2 separate regions of the Sus scrofa genome follow, and region 1 is linked to region 2. A link is a contact called in public Hi-C data. All regions are on one chromosome and are shown on one strand. Each heading gives the region's core, a stretch centred on a gene start, on an enhancer-like site or on the middle of the called end of the contact. The rest is flanking DNA. Distances are from core to core; before and after follow the strand shown.

Region 1 (5,194 bases), core at 2,587-5,086, 220 kb before region 2:
ACTCGTGCCTTGTTTTGGTTCTGTGCATATGCCTGGACCACTGGCCAGTCTGGTGTCTCTCTTAAGGGCAGGGACCATAAGTCAGTGCCTCTGTGATCATAGTCCCTGGCATGTAATAGCATATTTAGTAAAAGGAAACGAAGATTAAATTTTGGGTACAGCAAGTTAGCAATCTGTATTGAAGGGTTTAGAGATATGTGTACTTTATGGCCTAGTCATTCCATTTTCAGGGGTTGCTTCTAATGAAAAAAATCAGAAATAAGTGAATTCAAGAAACATAGTATTATATAAAACCTAAACATTGGAAATATCCTAAATATCCAATAACAGAATGACTAAAAATTAAACCTATATTCATATATGCAGCTACTAAAAACCATATTTTCTAAGAACATTTAATGAAAATGTTTTTTATATGACATAAGGCTGCAAAACTGGTTAGACAACACAATCAAAAATTTTAAAAATACATTAACATATGTGTAGAAAAAGAAACAGATAAAATATTTCTAAAAGGTAATAGAATAAACTACTGAGTAGTGTAATTATGGGTGATTTTTCACTTTTTTTTTTTTTAATGGCTGCACCTGGGGCATACAAAAGTTCTTAGGCCAAGGACTGAATCCTACACTGCAGCTGCAGCAATGCTGGATCCTTTAACATACTGCATTGGGAGGGGATCGAACCTCAGCCTCTGCAGCAACTCAAGCTGCTGCAGTCAGATTCTTAACCCTCTGTGCCATGGTGGGAACTCCTAATTTTTTTCTTTCATGTGCTTGTATTCTCCAGATTTCTTTATAATAGTTTATAATACTTTTTAAATACTCTGTAATTTATAGTACATTTATAACTACATAACATATAAATTATAATCATTCATAGTATACTTTATAATAATTTTTAATTGGCTAGGTTACCTAATATTTATTTGTTTTTCCAAAAAGCTACCACCTGCATTTTATTTATTGATTTTATTATTCTTTGCTAATTTAATCTTTCTACTCCCCATCCTACAATTTTAGCTGATTGTTATTTTAAAATTTTTCAATTTGATCCTTAATTCATTTTTTTTTTTCTTTTTGGGCATGTCTGCAGCATGTGAAAGTTCCCAGGCCAGGGATTAAACCTGTACCACAGCAGCGACTAGAGCTGCGGCAGTGACGACACCAGATCCTTAACTCACTGTGCCACAAGGGAACTATTTTAATTAATTTTTATTCTCATTTATCTGTTGGCATAATTACTTATGGCTACAAAATTTTCCTCTGAGTACTACTTGAACCACATAGTCTATGCGCGATCTATGGTTTTTCATTATTACTTTAGCTATTTTAATTTGATTTTTATTTACTCATTTATTCAAGGTTTGTATGTTTTCATAGAAGTTTGGGTTTATAAAATTATATTCTAGGTGGTACAGATTTTTGTTGTGGTTATTTAATTTTTTCTTTCATTTCCATTTTTAGTATCTTGTGATCATATATATATCAGTATCTATATACATATATATTTATGCTCTTTATACTTTGGAATTATTAGTGTTCACAAACTAATTTAGGGAATCGGAAATTTTTTTTTTTTCGTCCTTTTAGGGCTGCATCTGTGGCATATGGACGTTCCCAGGCTAGAGGTCAAATCGGAGCTGTAGCTGCCAGTCTGCATCACAGCCACAGCAAGGCCAGATCCAAGCCGCATCTGCGACCTACACCACAGCTCACAGCAACACCGGATCCTTCATCCGCTGAGTGAGGCCGGGGATAAAACCTACATCCTCATGCATACTAGTCAAGTTCATTACCACTGAACTACAACAGGAACTCTAGTAATCATTTTATATAATGAGCAAGATAGCAAATGTTTTTGAGTTTGTGTGCATACAGTTTCCCTCTCAACTATACAGCTTTGCAACTAGAGCACAAAGCCAGCCAAAGACATGAACGAGTGAGCATGGCTGTATCCCAAAAAACTTTACTTACAAAATCAGGCAGCAGAGCAGATTTGGCTGGCACTTAGCTCTTCATGTTGGCATATTATTTTTCATTAGGAAGGCCCATTTTCATTAAATGAGGTAATGCCATTGTCCCTAAAGCAATCTTAAATTAAGAACATAATCTTAAATTAGGAACCCCTGTTTACTCCCTTTACTGATATTTTAAATTTCATCCTTTCTATGTCACTTTGTTGTAGTTATATCTCTTGTTTACTGTTTTTAACTGGATACTACTTAGTGATAAAATCCAAAGCCTGGAGCTCCCTTCATGGCTCAGTGGTTAAAAACCCAACTAGCAACCATGAAGATTCAGGTTCTATCCCTGGCCTCACTCAGTGGGTTAAGGATCCAACGTTTCCCTGAGCCGTGGTATAGGTCACAGACACAGCTCAGATCTGGCGTGGCTGTGGCTGTGGCTGGCAGCTGTAGCTCCAATTTGACCCTTAGCCTGAGAATTTCCACATGCCACAGGTGTGACCCTAAAAAAGAAAAAACAAACAACAACAAAAACACAAATCCAAAAGCCTTAAAAGAGGTGAGTTTTATCTCATTCACATTTGTAGGCAACGCATAGACGCTTTCAGTTCCTATGTCTTATGTTACTTTTTTCTGCCTACAGAATTTAATAAACATTTCACATGTTTGTATTAGTTTCATGCCCTCTCTCTATATATGTATATTTATATACATAATGTTCTGAAAATATGCAATGGTTATATTTTTGTTTTAGTTTTCCTCTTGATCACATTTAAAACCACAAATGTAATTAATACACTCCTCTATACAATTAAATTAGCATGTTTGTATTTCTTTTAACTTTTTCTCCCATGAATTTACACTAAGAAAAATGATATAACCAACTAAAATTGGATTGTAAACCCGTATAGTACACTTTATAATAATTTTAAACACCCATTTGTCGTTTCTTCTTTGCCTCATTAAACATTCCGACGGTGACGATTGGGATTTTGGCAGTCCCGCTTCCAGAGCTCTCTAGGTAGTAAGTACTCATGACATCGCTAACAATCAATGCCATCTTTCTCCCAATATGTTCTTTTTCCTATCAGCCTTGGCATAACTCTTCCTTCTCGTCAGTCCTAGAGGTGTTTCTGACTCTCTCCGTACCTTTTTACTTTGGCATGTGTTAGACTATGCCTTAGGAGTTCGCTCCCCGCAGAACCTTTACCCAGACCATCTTCCACATGGCAGCTAGTGCGGACAGGTGTGCCCAAAGGGGTCAGGCCTCCAGTGATTCCCATATCGTCCAAAAATCAGCCAAGATCAGTCTCCTTCCCAGGCCAACAGGTGGAGGCAAGCAAAATCTAGTGCGGGCTGCTTGGTGGGAACGAGGCGACTGGGGGGGGGTCGGGCGGCGCTGCTGCTCTTCTGGGCTCCTGCGTTTGGAGCGCGCACCTACCCGTGAGCGCGTCTTAGGGGGCGGGCCCGCCGGGCGGGGCTTGGGGGGAGGGTCCTCGGAGCTAGAGGGAGGGAGGGAGGTGGGAGGGCGGGTCGGTGAGCCGTGGGTGGGGCCTGAGGGGGCTGAGTCTTCGGAGGAGCACCATGCGAGTCCTCGAGGCTCCGAGGGTGGATCCTTAGGGCGTTCCTTCAGGAACCCATCCTTGGGACGCAGGGCGGGACGTGGGTCCTCGGGGCTTGTGGGGCGGGTCCTCCGGGACCGGGGCCGGTTCTCGGTACGAGGGGCGGGGCATGGGACCTGGTCCTCAGGACGAGGGGCGGGGATTGGTGGTGGATCCTCCCGGCGCAGGGCGGGACCTGAGTCCTAGGGCCTCGGGGGGCGGGTCCTCGGGGCGGCGCGCGCTGGCGTCCCCCGCTCCTCCCGCGCGCGGCCCCTGGAGTCCCCGAGGCGCGCGGCCAGCCCTGCTCGGGCTGCTGCACTCCAGCTGCCCGGCCGCCGAGCAAGCGCGGGCCCGGGCCGGGGCCGGGGCCGCGGCGAGGGGCGCCGCACCCAGGGTCCTTCTGCAGCCCTCGTAGCGAGGAGCGAGGGCGAAGACGAGGCTAAGTGGAGCCGGAACCATGAACCGGAGTTTCCACAAGTCTCAGACCCTGCGCTTCTACGACTGCAGCGCGGTGGAAGTCAAGAGCAAGGTGAGCCGGGGTCCAGCAGTTTGCCTACCCCCCTGCGAATGAATGGGCGCCCCGCAGGGGACTGAACTGTGCGAGAGGGACTGGCGCCGGCGACAACTTTGGAGCGCGGCGCGGTCGGTGGAATGTGCGGGGGTCCCCCAGTCCTTCCCGCCCCTCTGCGCGCGCACAAAGCCCGGCAGCCCGATAGGGTCCAGCTGGAGCCGTGGCTCTCTGAGGGCCGCGCGGCCGCCGGACCCTTCGCGGGAGCTGCTCTTTTGTTCCACAAACCAGCGGCGACCCGGCGCGCCGCACGGTGGAGGGGCGACGTTTCCGGGGCTACCCGAGGCTGCTCGGATTCGGGGCCGTGGAGGGGCCTCGGGGGCCCGGGCGAGGGGAGGGCCCTGACCGCGCCGCCGCCCTCGCTGAGGAGGAGCCTCGGAACCCGCAAGGGGGGAGACAGGCTGCGGATCTCCGACCCCTGGACTGGACCCCCAGACCCCGGCCCCGCCCTGCGTACCAGCCCCTCAGCCTCCCGGCGAGCCCCAGGCCCAGATTCCCCCGGCGCGCAAGACCGGCGGCCCCTCCCGCTGCCCGCGCCCTGGCCCAAGCTTGCCCGAACTTGCGGGTGGCTGTACGTATTTGGATAATTGGCTGATAGGATCTGGCGCTTCTGCCCTTTGCGGAGGCGGCTCCTTTGCTGCAGACGCTTTTGTCTGCGAGGGTCTCGGGTGTCCGTGGTGAACCCCGCAGCAGAGGAGGAGCTGCAGTTGTTCAGGGTCCTGGAGGAGGGGCCCCTCGGGCTTACTGCTGCCTGAGAGCCGGTTCTTGCCCTTTCTCTCTGCGCGCCCCCCACCTCGGAAAGCAAAGCAGAGGAGCCTGAGTGGTGGGAGAAGGAGGGTGGGCTCCGACCAACTCCGCGCACACTCGAGTCTTGAGGCTTGTGTGCCCTGGCCCGGTCTCTAGGAAGACAAGTCCAGCGGTCCCCTGCCTGGGCTGCCCCTACCAGCGAAGGGGGATGGGGGTCCTTTGGTGTAAGATTCCCAGGGTTTCCTCCGAGAATTGGTGGAGGGGGCGCGGGTTATCTCCGCGGGAACCTCAACGCAATGAGTTGCGGAATTT
Region 2 (4,719 bases), core at 1,534-4,033:
CACTGGGATTGGACAGGAGTTCTCATTGTGGCGCAGCAGAAAAGAAACTGACTAGTATCCATGAGGATGTGGGTTAGATCCCTGGCCTCGCTTAGTACGTTTCTGTGAGCTGCGGTATAGGTCACAGACGCAGCTTGGATCCTATGTTGTTATGGCTGTGGTGCAGGCCAGAAGCTGAAGCTCCGATTTGACCCCTGGCCTGTGAGCTTCCATATGCCGAGCGTGCAGCCTAAGGAAGCCAAAAAAAAAAAAAAAAAAAAAAAAAAAAAAAAAAAAAGATTGAACACTAATAAATAGAAAGCAGATGGGAGACCAACCAGGCTCCTCATTGTTGCAGACAAGCAAAGGAAAGAAGCAAAAATGATCTGTGTGCCAATGGATTAGAAGTGGAGATCAGTATGAACTTGTTTCTCTTATTACAGCTACAGGTGATAATGACATGCAGAAACATTTATAGATAAGCACATATATACACGGGTTAACATAAGCACATATTTTTTTCACTCTGTCAGCTGAAAAGGCCTAAAAGAGAGATATGTCAGTAGCAATGAACATACTAAGCTCTCAGGTCAAGGTTTCTTTCTTTTCTTTTCTTTTTTTTCTCTCTTTTTAGGGCTGCACCCATGGCATATGGACGGTCCCAGGCTAGGGACCCAATCGGACCTGTAGCAGTCAGCCTACACCGGGGCCACAGCAATGTGGGATCCAAGCCACGTCTGTGACTTACACCACAGTTCATGGCAATGCCAGATCTTTAACCCACTGAGCGAGGCCGGGGATAGAACCTACGTCCTCATGGATGCCAGTCAGGTTCCTTAACCGCTGAGCCACGACAGGAACTCTAGGTCACACGGTTCTGACGTCACTCTTCAATAAAAGGAATCAGAGCTCCTAGGGGAAATGGTTGGTTCTAGGGCTGAAGCATCCTATAGTGCCAGAAAGTAAGAAAGTGATAAAGAAATTATTTACTTTCAAAATCCCAAAGGAATATATAAGGTATCTGAAAGAGCTCCCAAGGGTCAAAGCCAAAACAATTGGAGCAAAATTAAGTAGTACTGGGTTATATATAACCCCTAAGTTCATACTGATGAGTTAACTAGTAAAGGGAGAAGAGCCACATCTCCTGTGCAGAACTGCTGCTAATTCATGAGCATGACTCCTACTCCTCTAGCGGGGACTGCACATGTGACTTTCCGTCCAAGCCAGTATGGAATGGTGGGAGGCTGACATTACAGTAGATAAGCCTGACACACACAAATGACCTCAGTCAGTGATCAAGACTATTGTCAACAGTGATAAACCATGTCGACAGTATGTATGTGTTGACATGTTATGATGAAAACGGCACTTTTCATCTGTGGTCTTACTCCCTAAAATCAGTAATTCCAGTAAAATCATGAGAAAAAGATAACGCAAATCCCAACAAAGGGGCATCCTACAAAATATCTAACCAGTACTCCTCAAACTGGTCATCAAAAACAGGAACAGTTTGGAAGTTCCTATTGTGCCTCAGCAGTAAGTAACCCAATAGTATCCAAGAGGACACAGGTTCGATCCCTGGTCTCGCTCAGTGGGTTAAGGATCCAGCATTGCCATGAGGTCCCAAACACAGCTCAGATCTTGCGTTGCTGTGCTGCATGCAAGCCAGCAGCTGTAGCTCTGATTTGACCCCTAGCCTAGGAACTTCCATTTGCTGCAAGTGTGGCCCTAAGAAGCAAAAAAAAATAAAAAGCAAAAAACAAACCAAAAAAAAAAAAAAAAAAAACCCAATTCGAGGATGCTCAACAAGCAGAATATGCACATAACCTCCGCACACCCTCCCCTGCAGATTAAATCTCTCTAGGTTACTTATGATACCTAATACAATGTAAACGCTATGTAAATAGTTGCCAGTGCAGGCAAATTTAGATTTTGCTTTTCAGCACTTGCTGTAATTTTTTCAACCCAAGGTTGGGTGAATCTTGAATGTGGAAGCTCGGAGCCTGGGAGGACTGTAAAAGTGTATATCACGTTGCTTCATAAGTTCATGGTTTACTGCTAGCCTTTAGGAGACTCACCACTTTATCAAAACAACTGCGTAGAAAACAGAAAGCTGAGTGGGAAAAACTGCAAACGTTAGGGCTGGAATAACTGATGATCTTTCAACAGCCATTAACCTATCAAGCAAAGGCTGAGCTTACGGATCCGGCTGGGACTCAAGCTAACGCCCAAGCAGTAGACCCCGTGCCGTACCCCCGCCCATTGCAGGGCACCCCCACCCCCATCCCGGGGCCACCGTCCCGCCCACTCAGGGAGCATTACTTGGTTTTCGAAGCAAATTTCTTAAGCAGGTTCTTGCCATAGGACACTGGCGAGGTGTGCAGGCCTTGGGCGCCGCCCAGGAGCCTAGCGTGTGGGACCCCCAGCCCCCTGAGCGTCGCCCACATGTCCTCAGCCCGACTGCCGACCCTGGAACGTGGGCGGGACAACGTGCAGCGGACAGACGTGTAGCGGGGGCGACGTTGACGGAGCGACGTGTGCGCGGCGACAGTCGCGTGAGTGACGTGAGGAGGGGCGACATGGAGGGGGGAGGGGGAGGGGGCAGGGGTGACATGGGCCGGGGAGGCACAAGCGGACCTGGGACGCTGTGGGAATACGAACAAGCGGAACCACACGAGATGGCTTGGGGCGTTGTAGGGCGAAGCAACGTGCGTGCGGGGAGACACAGGCGGGACTGTAGGCGGGACGAGAAGACGAGGCGGGGTCTGGAGAGCAGGTAGGCTGGACATGGAGCGGCGGGGCGGAGCCACGTGCGGGGAGGGCCGGGACTAAGCGTGGATGGTGGGCCGCTGGGCGCGGAGAAGGTGGAGCAGTAGGCGGGGCCGTGTGGGTGGGGCGGGCCCAACGGGACGCCTGTGGGCGGGGTCAGATGGCACATGGGGTAGTGTAGTAGAGCCGGTGACCAGGAGGAGCGGGATCTGATGATGTGAGCGTGGGGTGGGCGGGCCACGTCCCCGCGGTTCTTTCTTAGGCGAGGGGCTCATCGTAAGGTGGCAGAGGGCAAGATGAGGGGGGGGGGGAACTCGGTTTTTGGGAAGCACACATGCCGCCCAGTGCGGAGACTGCTGAGTGGGGAATACACTTTTTGTAAATACACAAAGCTAACAGAGAAGGGTGCATTTCAACTCTCTGGCCACAACATGTTGGAGCAGCGAGATGCGAGGTCGTCACTGGGTAGTTTAGATGAAATGCGGCCCTTCTAGAGCAGAACCCCTACTCCCTGCACAACTGGGAAGGACTGAAGTTTCTTCCTCTTTATACTGCCAATTCTTTTTTTTAAATAATTTTTATTTTCCCCACCATAGCTGATTTACGGTGTTCTGTCAATTTTCTACTATACAGCAAGGCGACCCAGTCACACATACATACATACATTCTTTTTGTCACATCATCATGTTCCATCATAAGTGACTAGATGTACTTACTTCCCAGTGCTATACAGCAGGATCTCATTGCTTATGCATTCCAAAGGCAATAGTTTGCATCAATTAACCCCAAATTCCCAGTCCATCCCAATCCCTCCCCCTCCCTCTTGGCAACCACAAGTCTGTTCTCCATGTCCATGAGTTTCTGTGGAAAGGTTCATTTGTGCAGTATATTAGATTCCAGATATAAATGATACCATATGATATTTGTCTTTCTTTTTTTTTTTTTTTTGTCTTTTCTAGGGGTGCACCGCAGCATATGGAGGGTCCCAGGCTAGGGGTCTAATCAGAGCTGTAGAGGCCGGCCTACACCACAGCCACAGCAATGTGAGATCTGAACTGCGTCTGTGACCTACACCACAGCTCACAGCAATGCCGGATCCTTAATCCACTGAGCAAGGCCAGGGATTGAACCCGCAACCTCATGGTTCCTAGTCGGGTTCATTAACCACTGTGCCACGACAGGAACTCCTGTCTTTCTCTTTCTGACTTACTTCACTTAGTATGAGAGTTTCCAGTTCCATCCATGTTGCTGCAAGTGGCATTTTGTTTTTTATGGCTGAGTATTAGTCCATTGTGTATATAAACTGCATCTTCTATCCATTCATCTGTGGATGGACATTTAGGTTGTCTCCATGTCTTGGCTATTGTGATCAGTGCTGCAGTGTACAGGTGCATGTCTTTTTCAAGGAATGTTTTGTCCAGATATGTGCCCAAGAGTGGATTTGCTACCAATTCTTTTGCTCATGTTGTGCAATATCTACTCACCAGTCTACCTGGAGAAAGATAAGAGCTTCCAAACCACTCCAGAAAGGAGGTACATTCACCTCAGACCCTCTTGATCATTCCTGATAATTCCATACCAGGCACTCTTTCCCTGCTTGTTTCACCATGCTTGCCACTGCCTCACAGAACTACCTCTTCCTCTTCTTTACTAATAAGGAAACCCCTTGAGGCAAGGGCTTTCTTTCCTACAGCAGCCTAGGTGAGACAGACTAGAATGGAGAACTGGAGCCCCCTTGCTGTAGTGCCTGCATTTGGACAAACATCTCCAGCAACAAAATACAAAGAAACTATAGAATAAAAGTAATTGCATGCAGGCCCAGTTGGGACATATTATGAAAAAAAAAACAGAAAGACCAAAATCTCAACTGCCACTTCTGAAGGACTGGGAGTAAAAGCAGAATCCTGGGCATGCATCCTGCACACAGCACCACCAAGAACAGACCACCCAAGGCCAACTACCCAAGCCACT

The links. A called contact is a pair of places that touch in the nucleus more often than the background predicts.
Region 1: a Hi-C map of skeletal muscle shows a contact between it and region 2, with 6 times the contacts expected there. The contact joins the promoter of PARD6G here to the promoter of RBFA in region 2. A contact is called at or near these places in 4 of 47 Hi-C or Micro-C datasets (epiblast stem cells, heart right ventricle, liver and 1 more).

What each region holds. Positions count from the first base shown.
Region 1 is chr6:128,249,350-128,254,543 of Sscrofa11.1, reverse strand. It overlaps PARD6G (partitioning defective 6 homolog gamma), which reads left to right and starts at 3,836. Exons shown (of 3, transcript XM_013993972.2): 1 at 3,836-4,096. The coding sequence starts at 4,025.
Region 2 is chr6:128,028,461-128,033,179 of Sscrofa11.1, reverse strand. It overlaps RBFA (putative ribosome-binding factor A, mitochondrial), which reads right to left and starts at 2,783. Exons shown (of 7, transcript XM_001924525.4): 1 at 2,302-2,783. The coding sequence starts at 2,768.